Regions from separate parts of the Canis lupus genome. Here region 2 is linked to region 1. The links are chromatin contacts, called in public Hi-C maps. All regions are on one chromosome and are shown on one strand. Each heading gives the region's core, a stretch centred on a gene start, on an enhancer-like site or on the middle of the called end of the contact. The rest is flanking DNA. Distances are from core to core; before and after follow the strand shown.

Region 1 (3,275 bases), core at 311-2,810:
AACATCTGATGACTAGCTAAATACAGAGCCTGATCCACAATTCCTAAGTAAGAGGAATTGCTAAGATGGAGAATACTAAGTAACTAGGTACCTAAAAGATTTTTAACCCAAGGGACACATCAACAAACCTGTGAGACAAGTGAGAATTTGAAACCTTACAATCTTAACAAGATCTTCAGTTTCAAGGCCATCCTCTCCCTCCCACACTCTTTTTTGTTCCATTCTCTCCCACATCAGTTTTTGCTCTCCAAGTGGGACCATTTTCAGTAAAGATGCTAAAGACCCATCATTATTATACTCTTTTTTTTTTTAACAGAACTTCCTTAAAAAGGTTTTATTTATTTACACACACACACACAGAGAGAGAGAGAGAGAGGCAGACACACAGGCAGAGGGAGAAGCAGGCTCCACGCAGGGAGCCCGATGTGGGACTCGATCCCGGGTCTCCAGGATCACGCCCTCGGCTGAAGGCAGCGCTAAACCACTGAGCCACCCGGGCTGCCCTAATTTTTTAGGTGTACGAAACTTAGGTATAATTACATACAGTAAGATGAAAATGGCCTGCAAATCGGTACCTCAAAAAGAAAAAGATTAGTAAACTTCACACAATTTGGTCTCCATTTTATTCCAGATCCATTTGTTTTCCTCCCATCAACCATGCTCATCCTTCCAGAGGCATCCTTTATTTTCAAATTCTCTCAAGTACTGTTCTACTCGGGGAGTTTCTCTGCTCTGGAATGGCCTTACTTGCTGGGCACATGCTCCTATTTCAAGTCTCAGTCACTTCCTTGAAGCTTTCCCCCAACACTCGGGGAGGACCGCAGCTCTTTGGGCACAAAGTGGTTCTCACTTTCCCTGTTCCGCGGCTAGTTTTTCCCAGTTACTGAGTCCTTTCCCCAAGACAGAGGGGGGTGTGTGTGCGCGTGACGCAGCTCGTCTTCCTTTGCGTTGCAAGTGAGTAGCCCGATGCACCTCACAGCGCTAAGTGTTCAATAGTGATACTGCCAGTAAGTGGCCATAAACGTGTGTTTTCACAGCGTATTCGCATGGTCTCATTTGTCTTCCCACGACAACCTACCTGATGAAGTAGCAGTAACTGCCACCCTCTCCTCTGCTGCCCGTAGCGCGGTGAGGCTGAGTCTAATGATCTCGCACAGCGCCAGTCAATAGCAAAACGTGACTAGAACTTGCTCCTCGGATTCCAAATTCCCGGCTCTTGACGCCACGACACGACCAAGCCAGCGCCAGCTTCATAGCAGGACTTAAACTTGGAGAGGCCACGGCGGTCACACTTCCGGACGTCGGGCTCGGAGGTGCGTCCAACCTCCGCTGGACTTGGGACTTTTGGGCTCCGGCAACACCGACTGCGCTGGACCTTGGACTACATCTCCCATAGAGCCGTGGGGCGAGCCCTCAGGCGATTGGCTGAACTAGATCAACCAATACAGCCGCGACGTGCTCGGACTGACCAATCACAGGCCGGAGGGGCGGGACCTCCCGCACAGAGGCTAGATTGAGCGCAGACACTAACGGCGTCGTAAGGTGTCCCAAAGCCCCGGGGGCCTGAGGTGCTCGCTCCCGTGCCCGGGGCGCCGCGTCGTCCTCCGCGTCGGGTCCAGCCCGCGCCTTTCTCGCGAGCCGGCCTCGGGTCGCGCGTGCGAGGCCGCCAGCCCCGCGCCGAGGACAGGCGGGGTAGCGGGGAGAAAGCACGTGCTGTAGCGTGGCGGAGGCCGAGGACGCGCCTGTCCCCGCCGCGCCGCGCCGCGCCGCCCCGGGTCCAGTCCACGGCAGGTGCCGCGCGGCGGGCTCCGGGCCCCTCGGGGGCTCCAGCGACCCGGGCCTCGGGGCCGGCTCCGCGTCGCTGGCTGGCGTCGCTTTTGGCCGTGCCCTCCTGCGCAGAGTGCGACTTCCCGGCTTCGCCGCTGGCCCGCGGAGGAGGAGACTCGGCGTCATGTCCCCGGCGCTGCCCGCGCTGACGCCTTCCGGTAACGCTGCCGCCCGCTCTCCGGGGTGCGGTGGTTTGGTGGCTCCCGCCGGGGGCTCCGAACCCCTGGGGCTGTCCCCGCGGGCGGGAGGGCGGAGGAGCGCCGAGGAGCGCCGCGGCGCCGCTCGATCCCTCCGCACCTGCTCCCCTCCTCCCCGGCCCGGCCGACCGCCCGCGGCCGCCGAGCACCGCGCTCTCCCCGAGCGCCCGACGCACGCTCCTAGCGTGGGAGCAGCTGTGCGGTCCGGGGCAGCACGGCCCGGCAGGGCGCGGTGGGAGCTTGCCCTGAGCTGACGCCGTTACTAACCACGTGTTTGTTGAGCACCTGCTGTGCTCATCCGAAGGGAGCTTCCTGATCCGTTGGGAGACAGATAAGGAAACCCAAGAACTATTTAAAACTTGAGCGAACGCTTCCTTTCCACACCAGGGGTGGAGCAGAAGTTCTGCAGGCTGCAGTGTGCAGGGAAACACTGTGTAAAACGGGCAGATCGTGGGTCGTGATGGGGAGGAGTCATCTCAGGGGATTCTGAAACTGGTGGCTCTGAGGTCAACACCGACAAAAAACTGGTCTAGCTCAAGAACTGGCAGTCATTTCAGCTTTATAATGAGCGCTGGGTCTCGGAGGTCATCCCTGGTTAACATTTGGGGTCAGACATACCCATAAAAACACGGGACGAATGAGGTAGGAAATGTAGAAAGAAGAGAATAGTCATACGGACCAGACAGCCGCTGGCTGTGACGAAATAGTCAAGGGAGGGGGTGAATACTGAATTCAGAACTCAGAAGGGCATTTATCAGAGGTGAGCTAGTGACCCTATTGGTATTCTAGGGTTCTGATATGGGACTGGTAAAATTGTGCTTGAAACCAGTGGAAATGTGACAGAAACACTTTATCACTGTTGCCATAAAAGAAGAGGTGGTACTTCTTTGAATGATACCTCTGCCTCGTGACTTCTTGCCTTCCCATTTAATTAAAAAAGGAAATACATGATTTCCTTTTCATCTAAATATTATCAGCAGCACAATGCCTTAGCTAAATGAGGGAAATGCAAAGCAATATACTTCTGTTTTCACTGTGAGAGATACTGGGGAGAATCTGCCCTTTAAGAGCCTGATTAGTCAATGGTAGACTGTACAGAATGTTCTGTGCACAGTGAACCGAATATATAGATAAATATGAAGGTGTTTTGGTTATCGTTGCTCTTCGTGGGCTCTCAGTGACTGCTCACCTTACCAGGGGAAATGAGAACTGTTAAGGTGACTTACTGTTATGAAAAGGTTCTGGAGGGGC
Region 2 (3,275 bases), core at 233-2,732, 170 kb before region 1:
GTGTTAATCTCTTAACAGACCTAATTTCTCAGCTTTAAGTGGGTTTAAGTGCTCTCGTTGCTTAAGTTTTTTAAAAAGGTCAAAGCTGTTAGCCCGTAATTCTTTCTATAAATTTTATATGCTACCTGTGAATCAACCACTCCAGACACTTCTGTGCTGGCTTCAGCAGGAAGTAAGGAGACAAATGAATAAGAAATAATGAAATGTTTTCATCCAGCTGTCTGTTCACTGCTTTGGTCTGAACGCTGCGCTCCAGTGTTTTTGCTAGCTGGCTGAACAACGGTGCTTCAAATTGCTCAAAGGAAGGGTCGATCCCCAGCAGCTCTTCCAGGCCAGTGCATCCTAGGAAAAGGCCGGTTTATTTAACAATTCTTTGCAAGCAAACTCATCTCGCTCCTCTTTTACAGTTTTACTTACCCCCAAAATCTCTGTATTTCTTCGGCAAGTATAATCTATGATACAGTCCCAAACACAGATTTCTAGTTTTCAACATAAAAGATAAATCCTATCTTTCCAACCAGGAGAAATAGAAAGTTCTGCCTGGCAGGAGCCAGTCTTTTAAAAAGCAAACAAACAAAAAATCCCACAACATAACACAACAACAACAACAACAACAAAAATACCCTTTCAGTAACCAGGCCTCCTGCAGCCCAGCCACCGCCTCCTCCCTTTTTGAGCTGTCCTTCTTCGCTCTACAAATTAACTTCCCTAACCTTGTTTCTTCATCTGGGAAATTTAGATACCGGTACCTGCACAGTTTTCAAGCATCTAGAACATGGCTGTCATTCTCTCTCCCTGAACAACAGAATCCAACAAGTTAGAAACTGTTAAGGAAGAGGGAGGGTCAGAAGAGAAAACGATAGTCACATCCGCGAGAAATGCTTCACAGATTTTCTCAGTTAACGGGTGGATCGCTCACCAATGGCAAAGGCGGTGTCCCTGTCGACGGTGGCCGCTTCCTTGGGGTCAAACAACAAAGAAGCAACTTCATCTCTTGATAACAGGCTGCGGTCACTCTGAGGGAGGGCGAGTCGCTGGAGTTGCTGGGCTAAGGACGTCATCTCTGACGCCGGCAGATTTCTAAAAACACCGGCTAGGAAACAAAACCACCGTGAAAAGTCTCCAGGAAGCTGCAAGGTGGCTTAACTGGGAGCCTCGGACGCCTCACATACAAGTAACCTCCCTCGCAGCCGGCGCCGCACCCCTCTGGCCCGGGACGCACGGCCTCCGCGGAGCAGACACCACAGCAGCAGCTTTAATTAAAGCCCCTGAGGCCGCGCCATGGCTTGCTTCAGCCCCGACTCCGCAGGACTCGACACCCTCCCTTGGGATAACGCCTACTTCGCTAAAGCCCCTGCTTACCGAGAACTTGACTCGGGGAGGCGCGTACAGACTAACCAGACCTCACAGCAGCTCCCACACGCTGCCCGAGCGGCCGGCTCTCGCCCGGAAACGCAAAGCACGCTGGGAGAGCTTCCGGCCCCAGGCACTACGGCAAGAGAAGAAGTACAAGCTTGTCAGAAAGGCGATAGGCTGACTGCGCCTCTCTGGGTGGAAGCCCCGCCCCTTCCGCCTCCCAGCGGCTCCTCCGCTGCGGGCTCCGAGTGGGCGCCCCGCGGTGGGCGCCGGAAGGCTTCGGTGCGGGGCGAGCTCCCGTGAGCGTTACGGATCTGTAACTGGAACCTTTCTTTTGACGCCTATATTTATCCAGAGCTTACTGTGTACCACAGATGGCGCCAGGGCTTAAAAATGTGAGCTGTGAAGTCACGTCGGCTGCGCTCAAGGCCCGCGCTGGCGCCCCTGCGCTGTGTGAGCTCCCCGAGCTCTTTCGTCTCTCCGAGTCTGTGACCTCCTCCACCAAGCAGAGAAAGGCTAGGAACTTCGTGAGATGAGCTGCGGGTCGCGCCGTGGGAGCGCTCTGTAAACCCTGCACGCCGCTGCCTTGGAGCTGGAGGGGACCTTCTTGTAACCACTTTGCATTTCTGGAGACCACACGCTGGGATTTTTTTTTTTTTCTTCTTCTTCTTCTTCTTCTTCTATAGTTAACCCCGTTGCGATACAACCTACAAACCGCATTCGCTACCACAGCTCAAAAGTTCTAGGGGTTGCAACAAATGAAGAGGGAGGCATAACGATCTCCCCAGTCAAGACATAGAAAGTGTTCGCCACCCCTGGAAGTTCCCTCTTGCTCCTTCGCGGTGATCCCCATCCCACTCCAGGCCCCAAGCACCCGCCTGCTGGCCTCGGCATCATTAGAGGTGAATGTGGCCGGAGACTGTCCCAAGTGAACACACCACCCTCTGTCTCCAAAGCAATGTGTAAGTGCTGCAAATGAGAGTTCTCTCCAAGGAGCTACACAGGACGCAGGAATGATCGGATGTCCTCCTATGCCTTTTCTGGATACATTCGTGTCTCTCAAGAGATGAACTTTTCGGTACCAAGACGTTAGTCTTTCAACAGCTCTCTTCCCTGAAGATTGTTGGAAACAGTTGCACATTTGGGGGCTCCCTGCTTCTATGCTCAGTGCACATTCTAGTCTTCTATTAACAGAGCTTGTTGTTGTTTTGCTTTAAGAGCATTCAGAACAACCCAAAAATCTCTTCAGTTATTCCTACAGATAGTTAATAATCTTCTTTTTCATGTGGTATTAATTGCCTTAAGAGGGTAACAGGACTTTTAAAAGTCCTGGTGGTATCTACTTTACCTTCACAAACAGATCTCTCAATTTTTTTTTTTTTTTTTTTTTTTTGTCCTAATGTGTCAAGGGAATTTTGCCATCACAAGAGCAATCAGCTTAGGGAGACGTTAAAGTAGTAAGAAAAGAAAATCAGTACCATTTCAACCACAAGACATGTTTGCTTTCTTTCTTTAAAAATTCCTGAGTGCATTTTTAAAAGCTTTATCAAAATGAAAATTAAAAGAAAAGTGCGACGGGTATTTGGATCAACTCTTTGTCAACCAAGAAATAATTCACTGAGAAGGCAAGCAAACAGGCATTTATTTGGACAATGAGAATTGCAGTTCAGGAGACAGATAGGAACTCAAATTGTGCTCTGAGGAAGGTAAGGAGGGGACAAAGATGCAAAGGTGAATGGTCATGAGTGCAGTTCTCATATAGGTCCTCTATGCAAAATAGGAATTGAAAGTATGTTAACTGGAATTGGTTGGATTAATAGATAAATGAGGGATTGAAACTTGTCAGATCAAGTTGCCTCCTTTCAAAGTGGAAGAGTTTGAAAGATTCAGATGTCATGATGATGAGGGAGTTAATTCCA

Evidence for each region. A called contact is a pair of places that touch in the nucleus more often than the background predicts.
Region 2: a Hi-C map of blood shows a contact between it and region 1, with 4 times the contacts expected there. The contact joins the promoter of HEATR1 here to the promoter of MTR in region 1. A contact is called at or near these places in 4 of 9 Hi-C or Micro-C datasets (amygdala, blood and skin fibroblasts).

What each region holds. Positions count from the first base shown.
Region 1 is chr4:3,697,810-3,701,084 of UU_Cfam_GSD_1.0, reverse strand. MTR (methionine synthase) reads left to right here and starts at 1,560. Exons shown (of 33, transcript XM_038533820.1): 1 at 1,560-1,985. The coding sequence starts at 1,952.
Region 2 is chr4:3,870,003-3,873,277 of UU_Cfam_GSD_1.0, reverse strand. It overlaps HEATR1 (HEAT repeat-containing protein 1), which reads right to left and starts at 1,482. Exons shown (of 45, transcript XM_038533827.1): 1 at 1,363-1,482; 2 at 920-1,093; 3 at 126-342. The coding sequence starts at 1,061.